Linked DNA regions of Mus musculus: region 1 is linked to region 2. Evidence: chromatin contacts called from public promoter capture Hi-C data. All regions are on one chromosome and are shown on one strand. The core of a region is the stretch at or near the end of the contact, and the rest is flanking DNA. Distances in the headings are between cores, read along the strand shown.

What was found. Promoter capture Hi-C pulls out the DNA fragments that hold promoters and counts their contacts.
Region 1: a promoter capture Hi-C map of liver shows a contact between it and region 2, with 4 times the contacts expected there. The contact joins the promoter of Soat2 here to the promoter of Gpd1 in region 2. A contact is called at or near these places in 3 of 39 promoter capture datasets (liver and pre-B cells).

Annotation. Positions count from the first base shown.
Region 1 is chr15:102,147,426-102,152,090 of GRCm38.p6, forward strand. It overlaps Soat2 (sterol O-acyltransferase 2), which reads left to right and starts at 3,150. Exons shown (of 15, transcript NM_146064.1): 1 at 3,150-3,287; 2 at 3,681-3,736. The coding sequence starts at 3,209. It overlaps Igfbp6 (insulin-like growth factor binding protein 6), which reads left to right. Exons shown (of 4, transcript NM_008344.3): 2 at 420-553; 3 at 677-799; 4 at 1,755-2,087. The coding sequence ends at 1,877.
Region 2 is chr15:99,716,157-99,720,790 of GRCm38.p6, forward strand. It overlaps Gpd1 (glycerol-3-phosphate dehydrogenase 1 (soluble)), which reads left to right and starts at 1,431. Exons shown (of 8, transcript NM_010271.3): 1 at 1,431-1,492; 2 at 1,996-2,173; 3 at 2,978-3,118; 4 at 3,940-4,078; 5 at 4,410-4,522. The coding sequence starts at 1,452. The region is part of intron 2 of Gm16537 (predicted gene 16537); the gene reads right to left.

The DNA.
Region 1 (4,665 bases), core at 1,900-4,399, 2.4 Mb after region 2:
TACACAGGGGTACCACAGGTTACAAATGGGGTTGGATTCCCAGTAACTAGAGTTACAAACAGCTGTTATGAGACACCGTGAGGGTGCTGAGGAATTGAACTCTGGTCCCCTGGAAGAGTAGCCAGTGCTCTTAACTGCTGAGCCATCTTTTCAGCTCCTGTTGAATAGACTAGACTGGCCATGGACCTGTGACAGTTCTCTTACCTAGGCTTCCCAAGTGCTGGGATTATAGGTACACACCACCATACCCAGCAGTATAGTTTGTTAGAGGGAGAAATTGCAGTTAGGGTAAAGCCAGGAGAGACTGAATCCTTCAGTCCCTCTCACTTTACTGGTAGAAGTGGACCTAGGTTCCGAGGCTGCTGGTCTCTGCTCTGACTGATCTCTGATTTCCCCTCCCACTCTTCCTGTGGCCACAGAGGAGACTACAAAGGAGAGCAAACCCCAAGGAGGTGCCTCCCGCTCTCGTGACACAAACCACAGAGACCGGCAGAAGAATCCACGGACCTCTGCTGCCCCTATACGGCCCAATCCTGTTCAAGATAGTGAGATGGTGCGTGGGGGGGTGGTAGGGAAGGCAGAGGGCTGGAGATTTCCACTGGACTCAAGGAAGTCTGGACCAGGCAGGCTCCTAGAATCCTGAGTACCGCCCTCACCCACCCCTGTCCTTCTCTAGGGCCCCTGCCGCAGACACTTGGATTCAGTACTGCAGCAGCTCCAGACTGAGGTCTTCCGAGGCGGAGCACGTGGGCTCTATGTGCCAAACTGTGACCTCAGAGGCTTCTACCGAAAGCAGCAGGTGAGAAGAAGCTGCCTGTCCTCTGTGCAAGCTCTGTGCGCGGCAGTGAGGAAGGGTACTTGATGCAAAGCTGCAAAAAGGATGCTGGTTCTGCTGGAGCATGTCTCCAAAAACAACAGCCAGGTGGTGGAGAGAGGCAGGTGGATCTCTGTGAGTTCGAGGCCAGCCTGGTCTATGTAGTGAGTTCCAGGACAGCCGGAGCTACACAGAGAAACCCTGTCTGGAAAAACCAAAACCAGCCAAACAGCAACCAAAAAAAGGATGGATACACACACACACACACACACACACACAAAACTATTTCTTCCAATTTTAAGACCCACATAGATATGAAAAACATCAGGAAGATTGTAACTTCAAGACTTGCCTAGGCTACAAGTGAAGGGCTGGTAGGAAGACAGAGGGCTGGAGATTTCCACAGGAGATCTTTCCATGGACTTGAGGAAGCCTGGACCAGGCAGGCTCCTAGAATTCTGAGTGAGTTCAAGTCCAGCCTGGGAAATTTCACGAGCCTCTGTCTCAAAACAAAATGTAAAATGAAAAGAAGTTTATAGCTCGTTGGCAAAGCTCTGCTTAGCAGTACTGTGGGCTCCATCTCTAGCGTGATCTGAAAGAAAAACAAAGGCCAACAATTGCAATGGGAGACTTAAAGTCTCTTCTAGGATAAGGCCTTGTGGTGGCCTCAAATGGGAGCCCTGGGGAATCACCTGGAGGCGTCTGAGCTGGTGCTGGTGGAGCCCCTTCTGCATTTTGTGACTCAGTAGGTCTGGGCTAGCCTGTGAACACAAGTTTCTAACATAAGTGATGTTGGGCTGTTGACAGAAACTGCATTTTGAAAGCTATTGCTCTGGCCTAGCAGAGTGGGCCCTATTCAGTAGGTAAAGCAACTAAGAGCTCTCAGATGCTTTCCTGCTCAAAGCCTGGACCTCACCCTGACCTGCACCTCTCTCCCCAGTGTCGTTCCTCGCAGGGGAATCGCCGTGGCCCCTGCTGGTGTGTGGATCCGATGGGCCAGCCTTTGCCAGTGTCTCCAGATGGTCAAGGAAGCACTCAGTGCTCTGCCAGGAGCAGTGGGTGAAGCCCCGAGGGAGCCTCCAGGACGCCAGCAGGAACAGGGGGCTGTCATTTGAGCTGTATGTGAAGCAATGAATAACTCTGTGCCCCAAGACCCACCTTCACGCCCCACCCCATTGTCCCTGTCACCCTTGGGCCTTTACACAGCTAGTTAGAAAGATTGCTGTTGGCTTGTGTACTAATAAAACAGTATTGGGGGGGTGTCTCTGGCTTACGTCTCTGCGTCTGTCTCATTCAGATCTGGGGCCTCGTGCTCACTGTCTCCCATTGGTCATAGTGTTTCTACCTTCCCTGCAGAGCACAGCCAGCCTCTTCCATTGCCCTTGGAATACAGTAGACTGCCACTGCCACAGGCAGCAAGCCCTTTCTTTATCCTCACCCGGATACCCACCCGGAGCTCCCTTGTGGGACTGACTGAGATCCTGGCCTCAGTCCGAGATCACAGTGATTACAATCTTGCTTCTATCACTGACCTCTGGACTGATGGAGGAGGAGGATTAATAGTTAATCCCCAGCAGGAATTTGCCAAAGTGGAACTCCCAAGGCACTCACCTGCCCTACTGCCTACCAGAAAGAAACAAATGTGCTCAGGCTCTGTATGGTTTATCCAGACTACCTCCAGACTACCTTATTTGTGCTGGCAATCACCTGATGACGTAGGGACATTTTGTCCCATAATTTTTTTTTTTTTTCAGAAGAAGCTTAAAAAGTTTGGTCCACTTTCCTGAAGTTACATAGGTAGGCAAGGCAACCCCTGGCGCTATTTACTGTTGAATAAGTGTGTGTCTGCCCTTTCTGCTTATGTGGTAACCCAAGGTGTAGGGAAGAGCTGACACTGAGGGGCCTCGACCATCACACATGACACAAATAGAGCTCCTGACAAAAATATTGTTGCACACACATGTCACTACAGGCCTCATCCTGTGCCCTCAGAAAAATGACTACAAGGTACACGAAGATGTTTCTGGTCCCTCCCTGACCTTCAGTCTTGGTAGAGAGAGCCAGGAAGAGCCAAGCTATGTGATAAGCCTCGGGGAAGCAAAGTCCCCCTCACAACCTGATGCACAGACTCACTCCCGAAAGTGAAATAGCAATAGCGTGAAGCTGATCATAGTGGTTGTGGTGAGAGAGCTGTGAAAGCCACAGGCAGGGCCAGAGTATGAGAAACACTGCCTGCAGATAACCTATCTAACCCTCAACGGGGCTCCGGAAAGGACTTTAGTCCCTGGAGTTGTCAGATCTCTGAGTGGGACACAAGCTCTGTAGGTAGATTGAGAAAGAAAGAAAGGAAGAAGACAGACAACAGCTGTGTGCTGTCCGCTCTACACTGGCACCATGCAGCCAAAGGTGCCCCAGCTTCGGAGGAGAGAAGGGCTGGGAGAGGAGCAGGAGAAGGGAGCCCGTGGAGGAGAAGGTGAGCCGCCCTCCCATCCCCCACGCTCCAGACACTCAGGCGGGCCTGAGATGGGTGTGTGTAAGAGCTAGCCGCTAAGGCCACTTCCTTTCCTCTGGCTGTTCTGGGAAGCCAGAGAAGGCAGTTTCTGCCCTTTTCCCCCCAGCACGCGGACTGGCAATGGAGAAATGTTCAGAGCGTGGTTTGGCCTTCATTAGGGGTGAATGGAGTACTTCCTTGTTTTGGGTCCCCTGTTTCCAGCAATTGCATCAGGCTCTTTCTCGCCACTGTGTGTGTCACTTCCCTGGCTAGTGGCTCTACCCACGATTCTAAATATTGACTGGGAACGGAGGCTGTGAGCACACAGAACACCTAACTCCTCCCTAGTGAGTCCCCTTTGGTTCTTCCTCCTAGGGAACGCAAGGACACACGGAACCCCAGACTTGGTGCAATGGACTCGACATATGGAGGTGAGGGATCACGGCAGTCATAAAGGACAGGCTGGGGATGTGGCTAAACTTGTAGAGTGCCAATCTACCTGATGCGCAGCACCACATAAAACTGGTGTGATGGCAACTGGTGTGATGGCAACTGGTGTGATGGCATACAGCTGTAATCCTAGCACTTGGGAAGTAGAGACCAGGTGATCCGTAGTTTGAGGTCACCCTTGGCCACACAATAACATCCAAACCAGATTGGGCTACAGAAAACCCTGTCTAAGAAATAAAAAGTAGCCAAGGCAGTTGTGGTACATGCCTTTAATCCTAGCACTTGGGAGACAGAGGCAGGCCTGGTCTACAGAGTGAGTTCCAGGACAGCCAGGGCGACACAGAGAAACCCTGTCTCAACAAACAAACAAACAAACAAACCCCCCCAATCATTATTTATCTAAGATTTATTTATTTATTTATTTATTTATTTATTTATTTATTTAATGTATATGATACACTGTAGCTGTCTTCAGACACACCAGAAGAGGGCATCAGATTCCATTACAGATGGTTGTGAGCCACTGCTGGGAATTGAACTCAGGACCTCTGGAAGAGCAGTCAGTGCTCTTAACCACTGAGCCATCTCTCTAGCCCTATTATTATTATTATTATTATTAGTAGTAGTAGTAGTAGTAGTACTGTGTCTATGTGTGTCTGTCTGTGTGTGTCTGTGCATTCCTCTGTGTGCATCTGTGTATCTCTCTGCGTGTGTGTGTGTGTGTCTGTGTGTATATGTCTGTGTGTGTCTGTATGCGTGTATCTGTCTCTGTGTGTGTCTGTATGTGTGTATCTGTCTGTGTGTGTGTATGTCTGTGTGTATCTGTGTGTCTGTATATGTCTGTGTAATTTTTAGAAGTCAGCTCTCTCCTTCCACTGTGAGTTCATGATCAAAATCAAGTCACAAGGTT
Region 2 (4,634 bases), core at 181-2,680:
GGTGCAGCACTGGAGGGCGAGAAGCCTGCGCTGCGCTTTCCAGAGTGACTTGGAAACCCGAGTTCCTCCTCTTAGTCAAACAGATGTCTGTGGGTGCCATGGAGCCCAAACTGCTGGATATGGGCCTGCCTTTCTCCCCCTCCCCCAAAGCTACACACCCACACCGGCATCAGAGACCACAGAGCTGCGGAGACATGGCTACCCTTGAGTTTTAGAGGCTGCTGCTGTAACTGGCTTCTCTGGCCCTGTCTAGAGACTGTAACCAGCTGTTTAATTTAAGGGTCCCTGTGGGATAAGCAGAGCCTGAGAGAAGAAATTGAAGGGAGATCAGGCTTATCCAGGAGCATGTGCTGGCCACCACCTTCTGCCCTTCCTGAAGCCTGGAAGGAGTGTGGGTGGGCCACGTGTCACCAGTGGCCTTTGACCTTCCTTCCCTTTAGAGACCTTCAAACGGAGATTATCTGAGGTGAAGGGGCAACCTGTGGGTCCCTGACCTGCAAGTAACCAAGATGACCTTGTTATTTTTAGTTTTCCAAGACAGGGTTTCTTTATGTAACCCCCCCCCCCCCACTATCTGGGAACTCACTCTGTAGACCAGGCTGGCCTCAAACACACAGAGATTCACCTACCTCTGCCTCCTGAACGCCAGGATTAAAGGTGTGCACCACTATGTCCATTTTCTCCCGAGATATTTTAATCCTTGGTCGGGGTGGGGGTATACACCAAAGCAGCCCCTTACTGTGTATGTGGTATTGTAGTATTATTCCCTAGAAGGTGCTCACATCCCTTGATCCTCTCACCCAGAGCCCGTGGTGGAGCTACCATCATGGGACATCATGGGAGTGGAACAGCTGAGGATCTGGGGGAGGCACATGCTAGCTAGCGAGAGCGATGAGGCGTTTGCCTTTGAAAACATCGCTGTTGCTGACGCTAGTGCTTTTTTCTCTCTCTCTCTGAAACAGACTAGCCTCGAACTCATCGAGACCCTCTTGCCTCTGCTTCCCAAGCGCTGGGGTTAAAGACATGCACCACCATGCCGAGCCCTGTCAGTTGCAGTTTATTTCAGTGCTGGAGACTGAAGGCATAGCTGGGGGGGGGGGGTGTGATAGCTGGGGGGGGGTGTGATAGCTGGGGGGGGGGGGGTGTTACTGTTTCTTGACCAGACTCAATACCAATACGTAGGTGGAGAACTAAGCCGAGGCCAAACGAGGGAAGAAGCTGGCCAGCACTGTCAGCTGGGAACTCGAGAGGAAAAGCTGGCCTGGCCTCAGCCTCAGTCCTGTTCTCCACCTGTCTGTCCCCTTTACTACCCTTTCTGCAGGCCAGACTCCTAGTCCCTGGGTGCCAGCCTCTGGGCCACCTCAGGGGCGGAGCTTGGCTGCACCCACGTGTGGTGGAGTTAAATACTCGGAGCCCACACCCGCCGGGGCAGAGAAGCAGCAAGCAGCACCATGGCTGGCAAGAAAGTCTGCATTGTCGGCTCTGGCAACTGGTGAGTGGTTCTGTGAAGGGCAGGGGGGGAGGGAAGGGCTCTCCGAGGGCTGAGGGGCTCCGCGGAGGGAGGCTGGGTGAGCAGGAAGCGGGCAGAGGGTAGGAAATGCCCTCAGGAGCCAGCTGGACTCCTGCTGCCGTCTCCAGTGCTTACGGTACACAGGACAGTCTGTGCCCAGCCTCCCGGCTGTGCCCGCCTGGGCGCTGCACCTGTTCACCACAGGAAGGTGAGCAGAGTGCTGTTGCCTTCCCTGCCTGAGAAGCTGCCTGCGCGGTGTAGGGAAGGCTAGCCCACCTCCCCAGCAGCAAAGACTGGATAGATTGAATCTTCTATTGCCAGTTGTGGGAGACACATTCATCATAGGGGACCAGGGTGGGAGTAGGGGGGCGGAGTGACGTGAGAGTGAGAGGCAGGAGGTAAAAAAAAATCCAACAAGCTTTATGAGTTCCTCCCCCTCCTCCCTGTCACCCTAGTCCACTTTCCTGTGTTTCCTCTCCCGCCAGGGGCTCAGCCATTGCCAAGATCGTGGGTAGCAATGCAGGCCGGCTGGCACACTTTGACCCACGGGTGACCATGTGGGTGTTTGAGGAAGACATCGGGGGCAGAAAGCTAACTGAGATCATCAACACTCAGCACGAGAATGTTAAATACCTGCCAGGGCACAAGCTGCCCCCCAATGTGGTGAGCTCCAACTCGATGTGAGAAGAGAGAGAGAGCGAGGCAAGGAAAGGGTATACTCAGTCAACACGCAAAAGTGACTTCGAGGTGCCTCCTTCCCAGAGGAGGGGAGGAGGCCACTGTAGGCGCCCGCTGGCTTGGTGGAGCAGCAGGCGGGGTGCTCTAGGCCTGGAGTACCCCTCCCCCATTAAGCCCCTATATTACTCTTTTGGAATCTTTCTGGAATCTGAATGTACCACCCCTTAGAGGTGCTAGGTGGAAAAGAGGGGTCTCCATGGCAACCAAAGGCTGGTTCTCAGGCTCCCGGACTCGGGGTCCAACTTCTCCTGCCTGCCCTGAACTCTAACCCTGTTACTCATTCACTGGTTATTAGCAGATCTGAAGGCTGATCATTGGACTTTTGGTCTTTGGTCAAATCCATATGGCATTCTCCTCACCTAGAAAGGGGGGACAGAGAGTCCGCAGGGAGACTGGGGCTCCCACTGCCAAGTTCGGGCCCCTAAGACGCAGCAGTGATGAAATCTTAGTTGGCCTCTTCCCCCTGCCAGGCCTAGGCTGCCTTTGGCAGTCTTCACTGACCCATAGCCAAGGGCTAAACGTGTGGCAGCGTGGAGGCAGGCGTGTTCTAGGAAGCTTCAGTGCCCCAGGAGAGCTGGGGACAGGGAACACAGAAGTTCTGATAGTTCCTGTTAAAGTCTCAAAAACCCTCCCTCCCCTAACACTGGCTTGGAGATCTTCTGCAAGGGGGTCCCCTTGGGACTAGGAGAGGTCTACCAGGCACACGAGAGCTTCTGCTCTCCTTCACAGGTGGCCATCCCAGACGTGGTCCAGGCTGCAACAGGCGCTGACATCCTGGTTTTTGTGGTACCCCATCAGTTCATTGGCAAGATCTGTGACCAGCTCAAGGGCCACTTGAAGGCCAATACTATTGGCATATCTCTTATTAAGGTACCAGAGACGCTTTGGCATGTTTGGGGGTGAGGTGCAGCTAACTTTTGTGGGGTGTGGGGGTAGATAGAAGAGCACATAAAAGAATATACAGAACAAGACCGACAACCCGGATGGAGATGGGAGGGATTGGCTTTGGAGAGAGTAAAGAAAGCAGTTGGGGCTGGGCGTGGTGGCACACACCTTCAATCCCAGCACTTGGGAGGCAGAGGCAGGCTGATTTCTGAGTTCAAGGCCAGCCTGGTCTACAGAGTGAGTTCCAGGACACCCAGGGCTACACAGAGAAACACTGTCTCGAAAAAACAAAAAAACAAAAAAACCAACCCCCCCCCCCAAAAAAAAAGCAAGCAAGCAAGCAAGCAAGCAAGCAAGCAGTTGGGGCTGAAGTATAGCTTAGTGGCAGAGAGTTTGCCTAGCATGCATGAGGTCCCGAGTTCAATCCCTAGCAATCTCCCCAGAAAGGGGAGGGAGGAGGGAGGCAGAAAGAAAGACAGAAAGAGAGAAGGAGAGGGAGAGGGGATGAGGGGGGGTGTCAGCTGCTGGGCTACTTAACAAAGACAAGATAGCTTTGGAGGCAGATGTCTTAGAAAAGAAGTGGGTTGGGGTGTCTAGGGGGTTCCTTGGGGGTATAAGGAGTAGAATGCTTCTAAGAGGTAGGCTGGATAAGCCGTGTGTGGGTGGGAGTTTGCTGAGATGGGTTGGTCACTGCTGTCTGCTATGCTCACAGCAAGTCTGGGCTGGGTAGGATTGGGGCAGAACCTCTGGAAAGGGGCACAGATGGGCCTGAAGGACAGCTTACCTGAGCTCCACCCTCTGCCCAGGGGGTAGACGAGGGCCCCAACGGGCTGAAGCTCATTTCTGAAGTGATTGGGGAGCGCCTTGGCATTCCCATGAGCGTGCTGATGGGGGCCAACATTGCCAGCGAGGTGGCTGAGGAGAAGTTCTGTGAGACGACCATCGGTGAGATTTCTGTACACACCACACAGCCCCAGCTGCTGCCCAAGCCCTTAGCTATCGGTCCCTCCACAGCAGGGAAAGAAGAAAGCCTCAGAGGGGAGGGGAAGGAAGGGGAGGGGAGGGTGGGACATCGGGGATGGGGCTGTGAGTCTTGTTTATGTGAGGGACAGTTGAGTTGTTACTTTGTACCATGCACCTGTTGTCCCAACTTCTCAGGAGACTGAAGCCCAGGAGTTCTGGGCCAGCCTAGGCAACACAGCAAGAGTCCAACAGACCATCTTAAGGATCAAAATAAGAGGTTGTCCCTCCAAGCTTCACCCCTTCTCTACTTTAGGCTGCAAGGACCCGGCCCAGGGACAGCTCCTGAAGGACCTGATGCAGACACCCAACTTTCGCATCACTGTGGTACAAGAGGTGGACACAGTGGAGATCTGTGGGGCCTTGAAGGTGAGAGGATACGGAGATGGCTTTGGAGTGAGGAGAAGCCCGCCAGCGGGCCCAGCTGAGCTCTTTCAGGTTGCTGGAACCAACTCTGGCATTTGGGCAGCATCACCACTGC